Regions from separate parts of the Mus musculus genome. Here regions 1, 2, 3 and 4 are each linked to region 5. Evidence: chromatin contacts called from public ChIA-PET, HiCAR-type and HiChIP or PLAC-seq data. All regions are on one chromosome and are shown on one strand. Each heading gives the region's core, a stretch centred on a gene start, on an enhancer-like site or on the middle of the called end of the contact. The rest is flanking DNA. Distances are from core to core; before and after follow the strand shown. Region 1 overlaps Satb1 (special AT-rich sequence binding protein 1). Region 2 has its middle 2.8 kb from the start of Gm20098. Region 3 overlaps Satb1 (special AT-rich sequence binding protein 1). Region 4 overlaps Satb1 (special AT-rich sequence binding protein 1). Region 5 overlaps Gm19585 (predicted gene, 19585).

Region 1 (2,700 bases), core at 114-2,613, 370 kb before region 5:
TAACACAGCATAGGAGTTCATACTTTTAGAAACATACAGACTTCCTCAATTGTGCAGAGGTTTTCAATAAGTAGCCAGTCTGGTTTGCCTTCCTTGGTTCTACAGATTCCATTTGCTAGTTGACGCACTGGCTGGTATGGAGGACAGAATCTCTGCCCGAGAAGTCTGCTACCTACTAGGATGTCCTACATCATCTCACTATCCTGTGACTCTCTGAGCCAATGGTGTGGAGGAAGGAGAGCTTGCACAATGAGTGAACACATTCTGAAGTCCTTCATTAAAATTACAGCTCATATATAAAAGTGCTGTGCAGTTTATTATCCATATACAGACACATATCCATATGTGTCCAGTCACCATGGCTTCCCCTGCCCCTGCTTAACCCTAAATCTGTAGGCTATGTGATCTTTGCCTAAAGTGATCTTACCGTTTGCTAGAGTACCCTCTTCCTGTACTTCACTACTTCCTCCTTGGACTTTTGTAACACAGATCCGCCAAAAATGCTTTCAATAGGGTCACTGAGATGGCAGAGCAGGAAAAAGCGCCTGCTAAACTTGATTCACTGAGCTCAATCCTCAGGAATTAGAAGTAGAAAACTGACTTCCATACATCATCCTCTGAGCTTCTCACACACCCTCTAGCACACAAACATGTCGACACACACATACACACACACACACACACACACACACACACACACACACACACACACACACACACGTACTCATGCAACACCCAAAAAAAAAAATCAGGATGCTTCAAATAAGAAGAGTAGTATATATAATTTTCAAAATGATGTCTGTGTGAGTACATGTATATGTGTGTATGTGTAAACCAGAGGTTAATATCAGATCTGTTCCTTAGTCACACTCCACCATATTTTCAGAAACAGTCTCTCACTAACTCTTAGCCACAAGGATCCCCCTGTCCCACGTTGTCACTACTGGAATTCCAAGCAGCTATGCAAGGCTCTTTATGTATGTGCTGGGGATCCATTTTAAGTCTTCACGCATGTGCCACCAGCTCATGACCAACTGCGACATCTCCTTGTCTCCACAGAAATATCTCTTTAGGAAAACTGAAGGATGCTCTAATTAAATGGAGTGGCAGGTGTGGTCAAGGGCCGACAAGGGGCAAATAGCAAAGAGCCGACTTCCCCTTTGTTTCCGACATCTCAGCTCAGTGAAGCTGGGATGATCTCACAAGAACTGGAAGACTCGCTCAACTCCTCAGACCTGGAGGTAGTTCCAGGCTCTTGCATCTCTGTCTGGGAGCTGCTCATCCTTCAGGCTCTTCTGTGGCTTAGTTTCTGCCAGGCCTGCCTTCCTTCCTTCCCACATCCAAGCAGCCAAAGCCACTGTGGCTAGCACTTCCTACACTGAGCATTTCTTCTAAACTGATCTCGCCACAAGGTTGAACACACCTATAGAGAGTTAGAAGGACCACAGAAAGGAAGAACTCCTTTGAGTCACTGGGGCATCCTTCTTCCCTTTGCCCTTCAGGGTCAAAGGCAACAGCATCACTGTCAAGTGAACTTTTAAATCCCAATTTCCTAGCTTTGAGAGCCTTTGTTCATTAATTAGCAAGAGATCCCTCTCCAGGTTTTTCAAAATCAACCCTGCAGATGTCTCCAAAGAGGCTGCTGGTCGTTCCTGCTTTGCTCCCTTGGTGTCTATTTATATGAGCACTTTGAAAGACTCGACTTGTGTGGCAAGTTTTCTAATCAGTTGGTGGCCAGTAGGTGTAAGAACATTAACATTCTGGGAGTCAATTAATCCAAGTGACTAAACTCCTGTGCTAGAAATTCCCGAGTTCAAACGCTGCCACAGGGCACACTAACCTAATCCCAGGCCTCTGATCCCGGTGTTGGGAGATACAATTTAAAAGTTGGCAGAAATTGGCCGTGGGTCTCCTAACCCCAGTGTGACACAATATTCTCCTCCTAGGAGCCAAGTTGTAAGCTTTTCTAAGATCCATAAAGCACATGTCTACTCCCTATGAGGAGCTTGGCTCTTTCTGAGTCTGCTAAAGTTCCGATCTGCGAGAATGCCGTCTTCCCAGAAACCCCAGCCCTCTAGAAGGGTACCATCTGCCACAGGCTGAGCCTCCTTTTCAGCCAAATACATTATTTATAACCTTTCTAATTGTGAAAAGGTAAGGGTGGAATTTTTCTAAAGCCTGACTTACATATTGTTGGAACATTCTAAACCTTTGCTCGAAAATCTGCAGGTCTCTCAATGTGGAAAACATTAAAAAAAAAAAAAAAAAAAAAGCAAGGAACTGGTTGAGGTTACGTAATTTCCCCAAATGCTGGCTTCTTCCAAGCCCCTGCTAGGAAATGACACAGGCAGTAGTGTATATGTATAATGCACTGGAAAAATGAAGGAAGGTGGATTTATGATTCTCTCTTGGTCACTTTAGTGGCCAACATGAATGGTTTGGGAGAAAGTGCAGCCTTACTCAAGAACAAGGTTGTCAACCCGGGAAGGGCCAGTGATCTGATTACTGTTCAAATTGCTTTGTTGTGCCTTTAACAACCCCCCTCAAAAAAAGAAGAAGAAGAAGAAGGAAAAAAAAAAAAAAAAAAAAAAACCACCCCAAAACAATGCTAATCAGGTTATTCAATCATTTAAACCAAAACTGTTCATGCTTTTCTGCCAAATCAACCAACCACAGCAAAATCTGTTATCTCTGATTGCT
Region 2 (2,700 bases), core at 26-2,525, 280 kb before region 5:
CCCTGTAGTTTTTTGTTTTTGTTTTTTTTTTCCTTGACCAACAACACCGAGAACAGGAACAAGTCTGGGTTATACCTATCCTAAGCTCTTAATGTCCTCAAGCAATATCTTTAAAAGTTCAGAATTCAGTTTCGGCCCTCATGTTTGTTTTCGTTGCTTGTCACTTCACAATGCCTTTTAAAGATGTCTTTGAGCCGGGCGTGGTGGCGCACGCCTTTAATCCCAGCACTCGGGAGGCAGAGGCAGGAAGATTTCTGAGTTCAAGGCCAGCCTGGTTTACAAAGTGAGTTCCAGGACAGCCAGAGCTACACAGACAGAGAAACCCTGTCTCGAAAAAAACAACAAAAGAAAGCAAAAAAGATGTCTTTGTCTGCCTTTTAGAGATCCTTGATTTTTGAGAGCTTGGGTACACGAGAACCCTTGCATAGTAGCAGTCCTTAATAAACAAATTTATGTTTCTTCCCTACAGTCCCCTCAGCTCTGCTCGGGTGGTGGCTTTCTTTGCCTTGGTTAAACATTTGGGCAGGTTCATGCATTCTTCCTGTCCTCCCTGCTAGGGAACTGAAAGGTCCCTGGCCATTACAGCCAGGGTCTCCAATCTGGAGGCTATAAAGCCCCATTTAAAGCTCCAAACTCTATATACTTTTCCTTCTTCCCCCATCTTGCCAATGGCTGTTTGTGAGGCCCAGAGGACAGAGGGGAGAGGCAGAGGGACGCAAGAAGCCTGTTAGTCTGGTACTGGATTAAGACGGTGTAGTCCTTGCAAGGGCAGACTGTCAACCTGACACTTTCTCTGCTGACACTGTGGAGGGTTGTTGAAAGTTTCCTCTTCTGGGTCTCTCAAGAGCCTCTTTTGATGTGGTGGCATCTGGCAGAGGTGTAGCTGCCTCCCACCTAGCCTCTCTCTGCCTGGGTCTCTGGTTATCTGGCCTACAGGCTCTCTTGGGAAGAATATTTCCCTACTCCTATCTGACTCCATTCTTCCTTCCTGTAACAACACCCCCTGCCTTCCTGCCCCCCAAACTCCCTCTGTTAAAGAAATTTGCAGTCATTATCTAGGCTCTCAATGGCCCTCTCATCACACAGCCTGAGGTTCGGCAGTCCAGCTACCAGCCACATGTGTGCCCAGCTCCTTGGTCAGAGGCTCAACAGTAGCCACTGGCTCCTCCTTAGATCCTTGCAGCAGGTTTGGAGAAGGTGGTAGAGTTTTCTGCACAGCCTTGGGTGGATTCAAGGGTAGTTCCATTTCAATTCGTTCTCCCCACACAGCTAGCTGTCTTTGAACTTCAAATCTGACACACCTATATACCCCAGATGGGCTAGGGTTTCCAGTAAATATATCATCAACCTCACCGTGGACTTTTGTAAATTTCCATATGCCTCTTTTGTCCCGAAAAAGACTCTAATGTGGTAAGCCACCTGAAACTACCGATTTAGTATTTTGATAGACCTGATTATATCAGGCTAAGTTGTGCTGGGTGTGAACTGAATAGACATGGTTAATGTGGGACTTTTTATAATTGAGTTTGGGAATGTAAAAAAAAAAAAAAAAAAAAGGTGACGGCTAGGTAAGGTCCCAGAAATGAAGTTTTTAGTTTAAGAGTTCTGTGATTTTTTTTTTTTTTTCCGCTCAGCAAAATAAGCAGGTCATTACATGTTTGAAAAGATGCTGGGTTAAATATGAGGAGAAACTAATGTTTTGTTGTCCTATGTCTCTGTGTGTCTCTCTGTTCCTCCCCCCCACACACACTGTCTGTTGTGCGTTTCTAATGAAGTAGTAGCATTGTCTGCTCCAAGAGCTGTGTGATTTCCTTTGATAACTGTTAAGACGCCAGAGGTTCTCATTGTTTGATCGTCTTTGATCTCCACAGCTATACTCTTTCTTTTTTTTCCTTTAGCATTGTAGCAGCCTTAAACTTTTTTACATGCCTGTGAACACCAATAGTTAGTACTGCCTTCACGGAGGTACGTCGTGTGGCAATGTTTACACAAGAAAACCATTCGTAAATCCCCATTCTTGCCCTTTTTCTCGGGGGATCACTTTCTTCGAAGGGAATGGATCATCCCCAGTTGCTGCAGCCCACATGCTTCTTAAAAAAGGAACAGGGGTTTTAAGCGTTTGGATCACTTCGTGGTCTTAAAAGTTGTGGCAGAAAGAGCAGCAGTGTTAGAAAAGGTGCAGGGTGATTTTTACAGGGGTAGGGAGGTGTCTAGTACATACAGCACTATGGAAGTGTAAGCCGAATAAACCCTTTCCTCCCCAACTTGCTTCTTGGTCATGATGTTGCACAGGAATAGAAACCCTGACTAAGACCTCCTTCCATAGGTGAGCTCAAAGTCAAAAACTAAAAAAAATCTAATATTTTATAGGTTCTTTCCAGTATTGTTCTGAAAACAAAACAGTTGATGGTTCTTTAGATGGATCAAGGATTCCCAATGAGGGGTACGCAAATTCCACACTCAGGGGTGCACTATCCACTGTGAGGCTGGACGGCCGCAGTGTGTGTGCTGTGGCTCCTTCCTGCCTTCGGTCACAGCGCACTGCTTTAGAATGAACAAAGAGGGAAGGAAACGCAGGCTGTAATGGTAATGGGCTCCCTTTGTCTCCAAGAGAGGCTGAACTTGACCTTCGAAGGCACAGAGGTCCAACGCACACTTTTAAAAGTAATATTTAAATTTTAATAGAGACAGTGATAACCA
Region 3 (2,700 bases), core at 151-2,650, 400 kb before region 5:
TAGTCAATAGTCCTCCGTGGACGTCAAAATAGGGCTTCACGTAGGACAAAGTTGGGTTTGCCCATTCTCCTCCAGTCGAACAGATCGCAGAGCCTCGTCAAGAAAAGGGCCATTTGTTTGAAAATACTCTACCGAGCACACTCTACCTTGCCACTGGAATATGCCAAGCGCTGTCACAGATGGCAGGCTCTGACAGTTCCCATCCGTAGTGTCGATACTCGACAGTTCAGCACAAGATCAGTGACATTCTGTCTCATTAGAACCACGCTAATTATCACAGCTAGTTCCAGGGAAACCATGTGCTGCGATGGTCAATTTGAAGGAGTCTGTGCATCAACAAACTGGTAATAAGGATCAGACACCTTATTATATGACAGCATGCTGCCTATGATCTGATTTACGGAATCAGAGGCACTGGGGCGGCCGAGGAGGCTGGCAGTTTATGAAACAGTGTGTTTAAACCCAATTCCTGAAGTATGCTGCTTGGAAGGGGGAACTGCTTGAAAATGACACAAAAGCAACTGGAATTGTTGAAATCAAAAAAAAAAAAAAAAAAAAAAAACAAAAGAGAATACATTTTTTTTTTCTATTAACCTACAACAGAAGTGGATTAAGATTTAGGGAGAAAAACAACTTCATCATTTTGACACTTAGAAATCAACTCCACAAATGGTTTGGAGTTCATATTGTGAAAGTTATTTATTTAGCAGCCAATTACACAACAGCTTTATTTCTGTAAGTCTTTAAAACAGGGACTTTTACTTTTTTTTTGGTTGGTAATCAAACTTTGTGCCATTTTACCAAGCAAAAGAATTGCATACAAAAAAAAAAAAATACTTAGAACAAATTGGAAAAATAAAATAAAATAAAAATAAAAATTAAAGTACTAAGGTTACTTTCTAAGATGCAAATATCAGGGGAGTGGGTGAGATTCATAGTCCTTACCCAGGACCTCAGACCTCCCGCACCTCTGCTTGGTGTGAAAATCTGTAGTCCCTTTCAGAGTTATTTTTCTATCATCACTCTCCATAAACTTACTTTCACCGCTCATTCATTTCATGGGGCCTTTATTTTCAGTTCCCAGGTGAGGGGGAAAAAAAAAGCTAAACTTTAAATAAAACCTACCTTCATTATCTAAAATATAAAAGACTACAGAGACTCCCAAGAAGACGCTCGCCTCTACAGTCAGGCAGTCTGCTGAAAGATCTCACCTGTATCGCATTCGGCGTGGGGTTTAACGGGAAGGCATCAAGCTCTCTGATGAACCCCCCTTATGAGCGAACGCCCTTCAGTCTGCTCATTTCCCTTCTTTTACTGATGTTGTCTAGGAAGAGCTAACCTGACTGAAGCATGAATACCAGAGAGCTTCGGATTGAATCAGGGGCCTCTCTGAGGTAGGCTGGCTCTCAGTCAGCCCGTGGGTAAAGGAGGTGCTATAGCTACTAGTGCTTCCTGCTGTGGCATGGCCACACACACCGTGGCCTCCGTCATTTCCTCTCTTGAAGACCTTTACAGAGCTGCTCCAAAGTCACAAAACTCCTTTTCTCTAAATCCTACCTAAAGTTCCTAAAAATGGAAAAACTGAGCTCACTGAATTCTGACTGTCTTTGTAACAGTTAAACCTATTGAGCTGGAAGCAAAAAGTGCACATGGCTTTCAGCTAGCTTTATAGAGGTAGAAAAGTGAAATTCTTAAATCATTTAAAAATAGTCAAAGGATAGCCAAAGATCTCTGTTGGACTTAGGAACAGTATTTAAGGGGCAAGATATCCCTTTACATAGCTTTTTAGCCAAAAGTGGGCAAGTACACACTTTATTTAATAATGCTGGACCTGAGAGACCAAACCTTAGACTTACCAAAAGATGTACTTGTTTCAGAGCACAGAAATCTAATCCTATTTAGATCCACAAATTTAGCTAGTCCTGAAAAACATACTCTGGCATGCAGTGAGGATGGCCATGTTGTCAAGAGTGGCTGGTACTTAAAGCCATCAACTCCAATAGGCTGGTTTAGTATTCAACTAGAAATAGACAGATCAATATTCTCCCTAGTTCTAACATATATGCTATTTTCAGCAAATGATTACGGACACCCTAAGGAGGAAGCCAGTGAACACCCCCACCCCCTTATTCAAGAATCTAGTACAGAGGTTTTGTCAAGCCTGAGCTAAACTTGACCTCGCAGGGGTGAGATGAGAGCTGCAGGAGTTGTGTAGGCTTCCAGCTCTTTCCTCCTCTTTGTTCTCATCAGAGTTCCTCCTGCCCTTCCTCCTTCGGGCAAGCAGACATGGAGAGACCTGAGCTACCTATGACCAAGGTCTGGCTCTACCCAACAGGATGGGAGGACTGGGTAGGTCCAGGTTGCAAAGGAACAGCCTCCCCCACCCCACCCCCCACCCACACACCAAGGAACATGTGCACATCTAGGAGACGGGCTCTGAGGACACGGCACAGGGATCTTCTCACAGACTGCTGCTGAGAGTTGTAGCACCAGAAAGAAGAGAAACTGTGACTCACACGTCTGCGGGGCCTCCTGAGTGCCTTAAATAAAAGTCTGCACAGGTGAAATCGTGCCACAGCAGTATCTGTGACGTGCACATTCAAAAAGAATGAATTAGCACCCAGTTTCTACCGAGTGCAACTCTGCTTGAATAAAACCAATGGTGCCTTCACTAACTGGCTGGGATATGGTGTCACGAGC
Region 4 (2,700 bases), core at 166-2,665, 430 kb before region 5:
GGAAAGCAGAAAGCAACACCTCAAAATACCACCTTGAAAGTGAAAATGCCAACAAATTCTTTTCTGCACCTGAAGCTTTTAATTCTTTAATCCACTGTGGAATGTTGCTTAATTACATATTTTATTATGCAGAACTGAAAATTATGTACTTTAGTTTTCTGAACCGATTTGAAAGCACGGACTGTTTATAAATAGAGGGAGGCTGGCCTGCCTCTGCTTTTTCTCTTACAAATATTTGTGGGGTTCTCTTAAAAACGTGGCTTTTGGAAAATTCTCAGAAAGCTCTGGGGAACAAAAACCAATATTTTAATTTTTGAAAAGAGAAATTAAAAGATTCATTACTTGACCAAAAAATGTAACATGATGTTGCAGTATTATGATAGGTGAAACCTGCCTAACAGCTGGGTTCTTCTTGTAGATGCTTTGTATTAATTTCAGAGAGTTTCATAAAGTATAAATAGAAAAATGTTAAAATTGCTGAGTTGGAAGGTGACTACAGTTTTTTTCTTTTCTATGTTTTCTTTTTTTGTGTTTTTGTTTTTCACAATTTTCCTAATAGTTTTTTTTATGAGAAGAAAATTGGTGAGTATATCTCTCATTTATACAAAGAGCAGAATTTGGAGTTGTATTCCAGGGCGAAACATCTCTTAAACTCGGCTTAAATCAGTGTTCAACTTCCTCTTTTAACAAAATACATGTTGCTTTGTGTCTGTGGAAGAACGGAATTGCATTGAATTCTCACTGTGCTGGAGAAATGTTGGGGGAGATGGGGGGATTGGATTTGAGGTTCATGTGGCCTCTTTGTAGCTGAACAAGTCAGTTAACATATTTGAACTTTCATGTTCCCATGCCTTTGAAGTGAGAATGTTGGTGTCTGCCGGAAATGCCTCCTAGTGGAATGGAGAGCTTTAAATAAGACACAGGGAAGTCTTAGAAAATGAAGCACTCTTCAAATTTTGCTCTCAGCTTAAAACATGTTGGAGGACAATGCTAATAGCGAGGCCTCAGCCAGTAGGCTGCCTTTGTATCAAAGTTAAAACTGCGAGTGACTGGCTGTGAAACCTATCTCCACAATGGAGATGCTGTTCAGCAGGTTGGTGCCCTGGACAAAATGCTCCTTTGCATTGTCTTGTTACAGAGGTAATGCGTTCACACACACACACACACACACACACACACACACACACACACACACACACACACACGTATGTGTTATGTGTACTTTAGCATCCTGACCTAACAGGAACTGTCAGATCTTTCACGGGGGGTGGGGGGGTTGCTGGGTGGGGACCACACAGTGATAGACATCACTTCTTTCTTGGAGGATGTTGAAGCATGATTTAAAGACTGTCACCAGAATGAAGCCTTATTGGAATGTATCTCTGACTGAGTTTGCAGCAATGAAGTGATGTTCAGCATTTAACCGGGTGCAGAATAGACGGCTTGTCTTGGCTCTTACCTTGTACACAGTTCCACTGTATCTCTCACCAGCCACGATTAAAGCCAAGCCCAAGTCAAGTGGTTTAGTTACAGTAGTTATATTAGCAGTTGGAAATAGCCCATAGGAAAAGATGACTTCATACCCATCTTTGGCTCAAAGAAAATAGCTGCAATTTAACTTTACTAGTGTTCTTTTCATAAAATTAAGTGTGTGTGTATAATATACATATATGTAGAAGAATATAAGAAAGGCTTAAAAATGTTGCTCATGTTTTAAACATTAATTCCAAACTATTTTTATTTAGCATATGGTATTGTTAAACAGGTATAGTATTCTTAACACACACCTTCCACCACATTTTGTTAGAGGGCACTTTATATTTTATCAAAAATTGTGCATTTTAATAGATTGTAGCTCAGCTTTTGTCCAAAGACATGCAAGTATTCACTATTTACATTTAAAGGATTGCTTCTGAGGGAACACTGAATCCAAGAATAGGCCCTTGAGAGACTTCTTTCTATGACCGTTTTTTGATGGCTATGGAGCTGCTGGGTTCCCACACTGCCATCCACATTTCTGGCTGGCTTTAGCACAGTCCCATCTCCTCCATGGCTATATAGCACAGGCCATACACATTTTAGTTGCTCTTGCTGAAAATATCACCAGGCAGTTCATAATAGCTCATTTATTGAAAATACTGTGACAATCAAGGACCTTGTTAGCCAAATGTGAACAACTGGGACCAGGGAAGAATTTAATAATAGCAGGTGTGGGACACTCATTTCCAATCACTTCTGAACCATTTAAATTTTTTTTTATTTAAGCTATGTATTTTCAATATGCATTGTTAACTATAGATACTACTAGGGGCAGACGCTTAAGCTCAGAATTTCATAGTACTAAATGCCAGTCAATACGCATTTTATACATATGTACAGACTTTGTTACTAAGTGCCACACAGGTAGGGCACACATACTAGTCACCTTTGTTTTCAAAGGTTATGTGTCAACTCTGCATATTGTGTGGCAAGAAGATACTGTCAACAACATTTTTTGCATAATGTGCAGGTATTATATGGCCACAGAGTGTAATACAAATTAGTGGCAAAGTGCTGAGTGTAGGATGCTATGACAGACTCAGATGCACACAACTGACTACTACCCGGAAATTACCTGACTCTGCTAAGGTTCTAACAGCACAAAGCACTATGTCATGCCCAGCCGAAACGCTGGGACACAATGAAGCTTGTTAAAGGAAT
Region 5 (2,700 bases), core at 121-2,620:
TAGGTGCTAGGTGGGTGAATATGGTCAAAACATTTTATTATGTATTTGTAAAATAGTTAAAAGGTAAGTAAAATACATTCTAAAAAAGTATCTTAGATGTTCTTCTCACCAAGTTTTAGAATAGAAAGATATTATAAACTTTAATTATTTTTATTTACTGGTTGTAAGCTATAGGGTATTTTGCCTGTTCAGCTCCCTTGAGAAACATCTGGCTCTGTCTGGAGACTGTTAAAACTGATAGAACATACTGGTGTCTGACAAGCAGAAACCAGGAATGCTGTTAAGTAAACCCTATCACAAGAAGCATCCATCCCCCCAAGCCGACTGTGATGGGGTTAAGAAACTATTTTAGACTGGAGGAAGATAGAGCCCAAGAGGCTCAGTGACTATGGCTGGAGAATCTTGTGGTCTCACATGTTATAAAGATGATGCTGTGGAGACCGATATCATTTCATGGCACCCAGTTCCATAAAATATTAATAAATGCACATCCTGCTACCATTTGTATGCTCATTACAAACTCCTCTATTGGAATGTTAGTGTATGTGATTTCTGTTTTTCCCCCACACATCACTTTTCAGCCCTTCCTTACCTGCACTCCAAAACACAAATATATACATATATATATATATATATATATATATATATATATGTACACATGCATGCATGCATACACACATATACAAATTTTATCACTGTAAACATAAAACGGAGGGTTTCCACTGCATACGCAAAGGTAAGGACTTTCTTCTGGACACCTATTTCAAACCAGATCATTTCACTACAATTGTTTAAGAGATGTCTGTACAAAGATGCTTCCCTGTGTAGGTCCTGTTGATCTACAACTGGACCTGGATTGAAGTGTTCGCATGTAAGAATTGTGTCTTCATTCCAAGAGGGTTTTAGGGCCAATTGCAGAAATTGTTTATAGAAGGAAGAATGAGACTAGCAGAGGGTGTCTTGGTGAGCAAGCCACACAAATTCACAGGAAACAGTCTTCATCAGTTCTAGTATCTGTGGTTTTCTCGAATTCTTCTCAGATCTTATTCTGGGAAAAAAAAGTTACCAAGTCAATAGTATTAATGGACTTGACTTTTCTCTTTTTTAAAAAACAAAACAAAACAACCCCAGAAAAACCTGAGAGGACCCATTGTCATCACAGGCTGGAAATGGAGAGGAGAGTAGTGCTGAGAAGGAATCTGGTGGGACAGAGGAGGGGTGACAGATGGGCAGCGAAGTGGAAGGAGATGCAGAGGTTTCTGAGACTAAAAAAGCAACTGAAAATAGTGATCTCCTTTAAATATCATTAGTGAAACCACACAGTGATGTCACTTCTGATCACGCTGTGATGTGAGTTGCTGATGTGGAGATAACCAGCTTCCTTTTGCGCATTCACAGGCTGTCTGCAGTGGAAAAGACCTTCAAGTTGACTGTGAGTGGGTGCGACTCATCAAGAAAAATAACCTCACCACCACAACAACACATGATGGGAGAGACCGAAACTTCTTTGGGAGAACATAAGGGGAAAAAAAAAAGAAAAAGTGAAGTCTAAATATTATTAAACACATGAAAGCAGAGTCATTTACTTATTAGGAAGGCGCTCATTCACACACAGGTAGACTTGTGGTCCCTTAGAAGTACGTAAACACAACCCGTCAGTCCACCACAGTCAACATCAGAATTTCTTGGGAAATGCCTCATGAAAGAGTTTTTAAAGAATAATATGACTGTGGATCTGTCAAATAATTTCCCAAAAGCCATGAAAGATGAGTTGCTCTGCTCTGTTATGCATTTCCTTCCCTTGCACGGGCACTCACAGCTTGCCAAATTTAGTCTGAGATCTGAACAGAGAGAAAACATGAACTCTTTCAACTGAAGTTCGGCTTCCTGTTTCTACATGGCCTCTCATACTCTGGGCCATTCTGCAGATCTACCCAGGTGTGTTTCCTGGACACTTGATAAAAATCATTCTCACATCAAAGTTGACCAAAAATGATTGATGATAAGTAGTTAAGGGTTTATAAATGCCAGACTATGGGAGATGATTGTAAAATAAATAGATATAAATAAATAAATAAACAAATAAATGTAAGCCCTCCAGTCTACTTCTATGTTCATTTATTCTTCTGTTTATAGCAGTCTGAGGCTACTCGAGGCTTAAAACAAAATATTGACATACAGATGTCATGTTGGGACATACATGTCCAGGTGACCTATTGTGAGTTGTGGATTACTTCATCCCCTTTCTGTATCTCAGCATCATTTTATCCGAACTGGAGTAGAAGACCTGCTCAAGACCGAAAGTGTCTTCAGACTCTCTTCAGGATTGCTGGGTTGACTGGAGCAGCATCTTATATACCTCAGCCACCCATCTCATAGGCCTCCATATGCATTTGTTAAAGACCACATACTCTGGACCAGCAAGATGGCTCAGTGGGTAACAGAACTTGCTAACAAAGCTGACAGCATGATCTTGATCCCTTCTCCCACCATGTGGTCCACTCTGGTTGTCCACAGTCCTCCATTGTGCATACTGTGGTATGCCTCCACACACAGTAAATAAATGAATAGAGTAAAATGTTTTAAAGAATTAATTTATTCTGTGTCCAACCTTGGAGTTTTTAAAACCTACAAAAATGGAACACAAAAAGCTATGTATTAACCGGTTTTGTTCCAGTCACTCTTCCCTATCTGGGGCCA

What was found. ChIA-PET counts read pairs in DNA pulled down with a chosen protein or histone mark. HiCAR-type assays count read pairs that join an accessible place to other places. HiChIP or PLAC-seq counts read pairs in DNA pulled down with a chosen protein or histone mark.
Region 1: an H3K27ac HiChIP or PLAC-seq map of regulatory T cells shows a contact between it and region 5, with 8 times the contacts expected there. The contact joins two enhancer-like sites. A contact is called at or near these places in 2 of 484 Hi-C or Micro-C datasets (the HPC-7 cell line and memory CD8 T cells) and 7 of 115 datasets of contacts at active chromatin or transcription factors (CD8 T cells, T-cell acute lymphoblastic leukemia, bone marrow-derived dendritic cells and 3 more).
Region 2: a HiCAR-type map of Th17 cells shows a contact between it and region 5, with 7 times the contacts expected there. The contact joins two enhancer-like sites. A contact is called at or near these places in 2 of 15 datasets of contacts at CTCF or cohesin (CD8 T cells and large pre-B cells), 13 of 484 Hi-C or Micro-C datasets (CD4 T cells, CD8 T cells, Th1 cells and 5 more) and 13 of 115 datasets of contacts at active chromatin or transcription factors (CD8 T cells, Th17 cells, Th2 cells and 6 more).
Region 3: an RNA polymerase II ChIA-PET map of memory CD8 T cells shows a contact between it and region 5, with 613 read pairs. The contact joins two enhancer-like sites. A contact is called at or near these places in 7 of 115 datasets of contacts at active chromatin or transcription factors (CD8 T cells, bone marrow-derived dendritic cells, double positive thymocytes and 4 more).
Region 4: a contact with region 5 is called in a BATF HiChIP or PLAC-seq map of CD8 T cells, with 7 read pairs. The contact joins two enhancer-like sites. A contact is called at or near these places in 4 of 115 datasets of contacts at active chromatin or transcription factors (CD8 T cells, double positive thymocytes, effector CD8 T cells and 1 more).

Annotation. Positions count from the first base shown.
Region 1 is chr17:51,787,953-51,790,652 of GRCm38.p6, forward strand. All of the region lies in intron 5 of Satb1 (special AT-rich sequence binding protein 1), which reads right to left. Among named protein-coding and RNA genes, the nearest start is that of Satb1, 43 kb to the right of the region's middle. Within about 2 kb of position 1,364, at least 59 of the 459 cell types and tissues checked have an H3K27ac peak or open chromatin away from gene starts, as enhancers often do. A contact at or near this core is called in CD8 T cells and regulatory T cells, where this site is marked.
Region 2 is chr17:51,878,571-51,881,270 of GRCm38.p6, forward strand. No RefSeq gene overlaps it. Among named protein-coding and RNA genes, the nearest start is that of Gm20098, 2.8 kb to the right of the region's middle. Within about 2 kb of position 1,276, at least 35 of the 459 cell types and tissues checked have an H3K27ac peak or open chromatin away from gene starts, as enhancers often do. A contact at or near this core is called in CD8 T cells, Th1 cells, Th17 cells and 6 more, where this site is marked.
Region 3 is chr17:51,761,266-51,763,965 of GRCm38.p6, forward strand. All of the region lies in intron 9 of Satb1 (special AT-rich sequence binding protein 1), which reads right to left. Among named protein-coding and RNA genes, the nearest start is that of Satb1, 70 kb to the right of the region's middle. Within about 2 kb of position 1,401, at least 44 of the 459 cell types and tissues checked have an H3K27ac peak or open chromatin away from gene starts, as enhancers often do. A contact at or near this core is called in CD8 T cells, memory CD8 T cells, regulatory T cell precursor and 1 more, where this site is marked.
Region 4 is chr17:51,734,481-51,737,180 of GRCm38.p6, forward strand. It overlaps Satb1 (special AT-rich sequence binding protein 1), which reads right to left. Exons shown (of 11, transcript NM_009122.2): 11 at 1,707-2,700. Among named protein-coding and RNA genes, the nearest start is that of Satb1, 97 kb to the right of the region's middle. Within about 2 kb of position 1,416, at least 6 of the 459 cell types and tissues checked have an H3K27ac peak or open chromatin away from gene starts, as enhancers often do. A contact at or near this core is called in CD8 T cells, where this site is marked.
Region 5 is chr17:52,161,396-52,164,095 of GRCm38.p6, forward strand. Gm19585 (predicted gene, 19585) reads left to right here. Exons shown (of 4, transcript NR_155494.1): 4 at 1,399-2,091. Among named protein-coding and RNA genes, the nearest start is that of Gm19585, 13 kb to the left of the region's middle. Within about 2 kb of position 1,371, at least 81 of the 459 cell types and tissues checked have an H3K27ac peak or open chromatin away from gene starts, as enhancers often do. A contact at or near this core is called in CD8 T cells, Th1 cells, Th17 cells and 6 more, where this site is marked.